Linked DNA regions of Mus musculus: region 1 is linked to region 2. A link is a contact called in public HiChIP or PLAC-seq data. All regions are on one chromosome and are shown on one strand. Each heading gives the region's core, a stretch centred on a gene start, on an enhancer-like site or on the middle of the called end of the contact. The rest is flanking DNA. Distances are from core to core; before and after follow the strand shown.

Region 1 (2,700 bases), core at 120-2,619, 320 kb after region 2:
TTCTATTGAGGGCCATGTATGAGCTGGCCTTGTATTCAACTCCAAGAGTGAATAGCTATAACCCAGAAGGATGCTTGGAACAGTTAGGAGAGGGAGACATGCCATTGCGAGTGTGTCCACTGGCTCAGAAACAACATTGCAACCCCAGAAGGTCACCTCCGTTCATCCACAGTGTGTTGGTCTAACCTACTGCCATGTTCGTCATGGTTCTAAGAAGACTGGTACAGTCTCAGAATTGGCACCCAGGAGGGGGACACCACCAGTCAGGATAAAAAGTGAGCCACCTTTTAAAAGTTTTTTATGAGAGTATCTTTTTATGAGAGTATCTTGTGCAAGCCTACTCACATAGCCAAAGACAACCCTGAATTCCCAACCCTCTTGCCGCCACCTTGGGAGCTGGAATCACAGGTATGTGACACCACATCTACCTACCTGTCTGTGTCTTTCTATGAACATAAGAATCCCCCAGTGAGGGCCTAGGGTTTGACTAGCAGTAGAGCACTCACCTACTATGTGCAAGGTGTTGCGTTTAATCCCAATACTCTCACCACCATAGAAAGGTAGAGTGGAATCTTTTTTTAAAAAAAAGTGAGAAAATGAGACCTGGTGGGGGGGAGGGGACACTATTAGATAATGCTTGATACTTACATCTTTGATATTAGAAAACATAATGTATATGTTTTATGTAAGTGCATTAAACAATATTAAATGTATATGTACATATACATGTATTAAAGTGTATATAAGATATTAAATGTAAAAATGTATTAAAAAATCAATGTATTATATGATGAAAGATCAATATGACCACTGGCGAGACAGCTCAGTGAGAAAAGGTGCTTGCCACCACCAGACCACACATGATGAAAGGAGACAATCAACTCCCCAACTCCACGTGTAAACCATGGCACACATGCATACAGACAATATGTAAATATAACTTACAATTTATTTTTAAAGAACATGAGGACAGAGATGAGACCTATATCCATAAGAGTCCTGCTGGTGTTGAGTGTGGAATCTTTAAAACAAAACAAAACAACAACAACAACAAACAAACAACATTAAGTCTTTTTGGGCTGGGAGTGAGTTCAGCCTCAAAGGCGGTACTGGATGCAGCAGGCAGGATTTCTAACACTTTGGTCCTGGTCACGGTGTGGGGTCTGGGCTACCCTGAGAGAAAGTCAGAGTTAGAAAACAATCCTTGTAAGGCTCCAAACTGAATGCCCCTGTGCTTTCTGCATCTGCTTGAATTCTGCTCCAGGGACCGACTCAATCCTTGACGAGGTGATGCTAGAATGTGTGGGGGCTGGCTTCCACCCGCCCTGCCTGACTGCAGTAAAGAGGGTGGAGGGAAAGATCTGTGATACCAACTGTTGGGGTTGCCTCAGGGATTTCAGATAACCCTATGCTCAAAGCAGAGGGAAGGCACCCAGAGACAGCTCCACCTGTGCCCCAGGGAGCTGGAGGCGGTGCGGGGGCAGGGGAGGTATAAAAGGGCCAGCCCTATAGAAGGCTGGAGACACTGGTCTCCGGATCAAGGACAGAGCCTCGCCAAGTCACTCCCAGGTGAGAGGAACTTTCATCAGGGGGTGTACACAATTCCCCCTGGAGACTGGGGCTCCAGGGTCCTAGACAGGAGGCCATGAGGGGCAAAAGAGGGTAGCTATCCACCCACAAGATAAAAGCAAAGGAGTTTAGGTGCTGCCCTGGGTCAGGGTCTGAAAGAGGAGAGCTGGGGTCTGAATCCTAGGATCTGAGGGAGAAGGCCAGGGTCTGAACCTTTGGATCTAAGAGAGGACAGCTGGAATTGGACTCCAGGGAAGAGAGAGGTGGTCTGGAGTCTAAAACCCCAAGGTCTGCGGGAGGAGGGCTCTAGCTAGATTTCTGAATCCCAGAGAGAGGAGACCTGCGGCTTGGACTCCTGAATCCAAGGATGGGGTAGGGCCCTGTCTTAGTGCCTCGTCTTTCATCATCCTTTGTTCTGGCAACATTTAGCTCTCTCATCTGGCAGTCCCTGAGCCACTGTCGCCGAGATGGGAGTCTGGCTCCTTTCCCTGATAACTGTGCTGCTGTCTTTAGCCCTGGAAACCGCTGGACAAGGTGAGGGCTTGCTCAGTGTCCCCAACAGCCTGAGTCTGAATGCCCTCTCCCAGACAGCTCAAGGCCGGGTGACCTGATCCTGTGACTCTGCGGTCTGGTGCTGTCTTTTCTTGTGTCCTCAATCAGACAGACTCCCTAGAGCCTCTCCAGCAGTCTGTGCCTATTATGGGGGTTTTCTGAGTGGTCCCCAGTCTCTCTCTCCCTAACCCACTCTCACATCCTCCGCATGATCCTCCACCCTATCCTCTGCCTTTTCTCCTGAGCCTTATAGACTCATCTCTGACTGTAAATCCCTGTTTACTGTCTCATTCTCCCCCTGATGCTGGATAAAGGAGAAAGGATTATAGATGGCTACAAATGTAAAGAAGGCTCGCACCCATGGCAGGTGGCTCTGCTCAAAGGCAATCAGCTTCACTGTGGAGGGGTGCTGGTGGACAAATACTGGGTGCTCACAGCAGCCCACTGCAAAATGGGGTAGGTTCTGAAAGGGCAGGGAGGGTAAGTCTCTTTGGGTCTCTGTCTCTGTCCTCACTCTCCTCTCTCTCTGTTCTGTGTTCCCCTCTGTGTGTATTTCTGAGCCCTCTCTTTGGCTCTCTA
Region 2 (2,705 bases), core at 93-2,592:
TTTGGGGCTGCTGGGGTCACAATGTTGGGGACTACTGTCCCTGGTGGCATAGCATGACCCTGATTCTGGAATGCTTGATTGGACAAGGCCTGGAGGAAGTGATGTGGAAACACCAGATTAACACTTTCCTGGCTTCCTGGGTACCCACAGCTCAGCTTTCTGCCCATCCCTCTTCCTTCTGTGCCATTTCCTTGACTCTACGCTCCTTGACATGCCCTGCAGGGGAGGCACAGTCCTGAAGCATCCTCAGGGCAGGACTCACTCCTGCTGTTAGAGAGGGTCTCCAGGCCCACGGAACTGGCTGAGACTAGTAACCTTGGGATCCTGCATTAACCCTTCCTGTCCTGTCTTCTCCAGCCCAACCCCCACCCCAAATATTCATTCCATCAAAGACTTTTAAGATCAGAATTCTTAGTCTGGCACCTCAACTTTCTGGCTTTCCAGGACCATCTCCCAGTTAACTGCAAACACCCCAGATGCCGAGAGGAAAACCCGCATAGGGAGTTTCAACCCCTTTCCTGATATTCCTGGGACTGGGGATTTCAGTCTGTGGACAATCTGTCCTCATTGCTTGCTAACCCTGGGAACACATTCCCTCCTCTACCTTCACCTAAAGACGCAGAGCCCAGTCCCCAGGCAAGGACTGCGCAGGGAACCCTCTCCAAAAAACGCTAAGACAAGATCCCCCTCCACAAAACAGGGCATCATTCCAGGCCTGGTACCCCAACTCAGTTTGGAGACACTGCCCAGGTGAGGACTGTCATCCCAACGTCTGAGCCTCTCCCTGACCTAGAGCAGCGGTACATTCTTGCCGCCCCAGGCCGGCAGCAGGTGTCTGAGACCCCCTTGCTAGTGATGGAGCAGCTGACCAGACGAGGACGTGCATCCCTGTGCCCAGCGCGCATCCATGCACCCAAGGACCCCCTGCCCAGCCTAGGACTGCTGCCCAGGTCTCTGGCTCCAGACCTCCGCATCCCCCCGGGGGGAACTCCCTGTTTGCCCCCACCCCGGTCCTGTACCCCTTCCCAGGACCTCAGGGTTCCCCGCCGAGCCCCCCACCCCCGGCGCTGCGGTACCTCGGCTGATGACGGCCAGGCCGGCCAGGGCGGCGGCGGCGAGGAGCCGGAGCCGGGCCCCGGGCGCAGGGGGGGGCATCGCGGCGGCGCGGAGGGGGAGGGGAGGGGGCGGTCGGGGCGCGCGAGCCTGGGGGAGAGGGGGAGGGGGAGGGGAACCCCGCCTGCGGCTGCACCGGCCCGGGGGGCGGCGGGGGCGGGGGGAGGGGGCTGGGGGGGCGCGACGAGGTGGCCGGAGCTGCTGCAGACCCAGGGAGGGGGGGTGGTGCTGACGGGCAGGGAGAACGGCCAATCAGGGCAGGAGGGGGGCCGCGGAGGCGGGGCCGGGGGGGGTTGCTCGTTGGAGGGAGAGGCCTTTGTTACTGTGGCCCTGCCCCTCCTCCGCCCTCCCCCGGGCAACCGGCGTCCTCCTGGTCTCCAGAATCCTGGCCTGAGATGCACTTCATCCAGCTGCCTTCTGCTGAAGGAGCCCAACCCTCCTGCAGACTCCGGCTCTGTCCCTCCTCCCTCGGACCCAAGGTGTACAGACCCCAGAGCCTCCTCCCTTAGTCATAGGAGTCTAGACCAAATCTTCCTCTCTCAGACCCAGGTGCAAGAGCCCCAACCTTCTTCCTCAGACCCAGATGCACAGACCCTAGCCTCCTCCGTCAGACCTTGGGAGTCCAGGAACCAGCCTCCTCCCTTAGACAGGGTCCAATCTCAGTTTCTTCCCTCAGACCCAGAGATCCAACTCCCATACAAACAAATAAATTTACTTAATTTCTTTTTGAAGAGCTAAGTTAGCTAAGAAACAGTGGGGAAATAGTTCCCTTTTCATGTTTTGTGATGGGGGGAGGTCCCCACTCTTTGGACTCAATTCAGCTCGCATAAGTTGTAGGAGAATTCACTGAATCCCTAATTTGAACCCAAGACCTTGCTTGGGCTTCCCAGGCAAGACATATACCCCTTAGCCAGCCCCTATCCCTTCAATGCGGGACTCTAGGCAAATGCTTTACCTCTGAGCACGCCCTCTCACTGGAGGGGAGCCTAGGCAGATGTGCTACTTCTGAGTCACACTCAAGGCTCTCACTGTCGGGGGGTTCTAGGCAGGGACTCTCACTAAGCCACACCCCTAGCTCTTCACTTGGGCATTCTAGGCTGGCAATCTACTGTTGACCTGTAGCCCCAGCCTTAATGAGTCCTTAACGTAGGCAAGTGGAAAACAGGCAAAGGGCAGCGACCGCCAGTGTGTGACAGAATGGCACAGAGCAGGTCAGGTACATAGCACACAGGTCAGTTCTACCCACTCTGCCCCACTGGGCACCACCGCGGACCGTTTCCTGTTCCTTGAAGTATTGCAGGTTTGATGTCTATTAAATACTTTTCTCATTGTGGTGACAACATTTCTGGCACGAGCAACTTAAGAAGCAAGGGTTTGATTTCGGTTGAACATCCTAATCTGGAGAACTGAAATTCAAATCACTCTAAATTCTGAAGCGTTAGATTTTTAAAAATATTTTATTCATTTTGGTGTGGTGTTGCCCACCTGTAATCCCAGCACTGGAGAGGTGGAGGCAGGGAGATCAGGAGTTCAGGTCATCCTTGGCTACACATCAAGTTCAAGGCTAGCCTGGACTAGATCAGATCCTTTCT

The links. HiChIP or PLAC-seq counts read pairs in DNA pulled down with a chosen protein or histone mark.
Region 1: a contact with region 2 is called in an H3K4me3 HiChIP or PLAC-seq map of embryonic stem cells, with 16 read pairs. The contact joins the promoter of Klk7 here to the promoter of Iglon5 in region 2. A contact is called at or near these places in 1 of 115 datasets of contacts at active chromatin or transcription factors (embryonic stem cells) and 2 of 9 other capture datasets (adipose tissue and liver).

The regions. Positions count from the first base shown.
Region 1 is chr7:43,809,925-43,812,624 of GRCm38.p6, forward strand. It overlaps Klk7 (kallikrein related-peptidase 7 (chymotryptic, stratum corneum)), which reads left to right and starts at 1,370. Exons shown (of 6, transcript NM_011872.3): 1 at 1,370-1,569; 2 at 1,999-2,103; 3 at 2,436-2,577. The coding sequence starts at 2,037.
Region 2 is chr7:43,488,869-43,491,573 of GRCm38.p6, forward strand. Iglon5 (IgLON family member 5) reads right to left here and starts at 1,343. Exons shown (of 8, transcript NM_001164518.2): 1 at 1,077-1,343. The coding sequence starts at 1,155.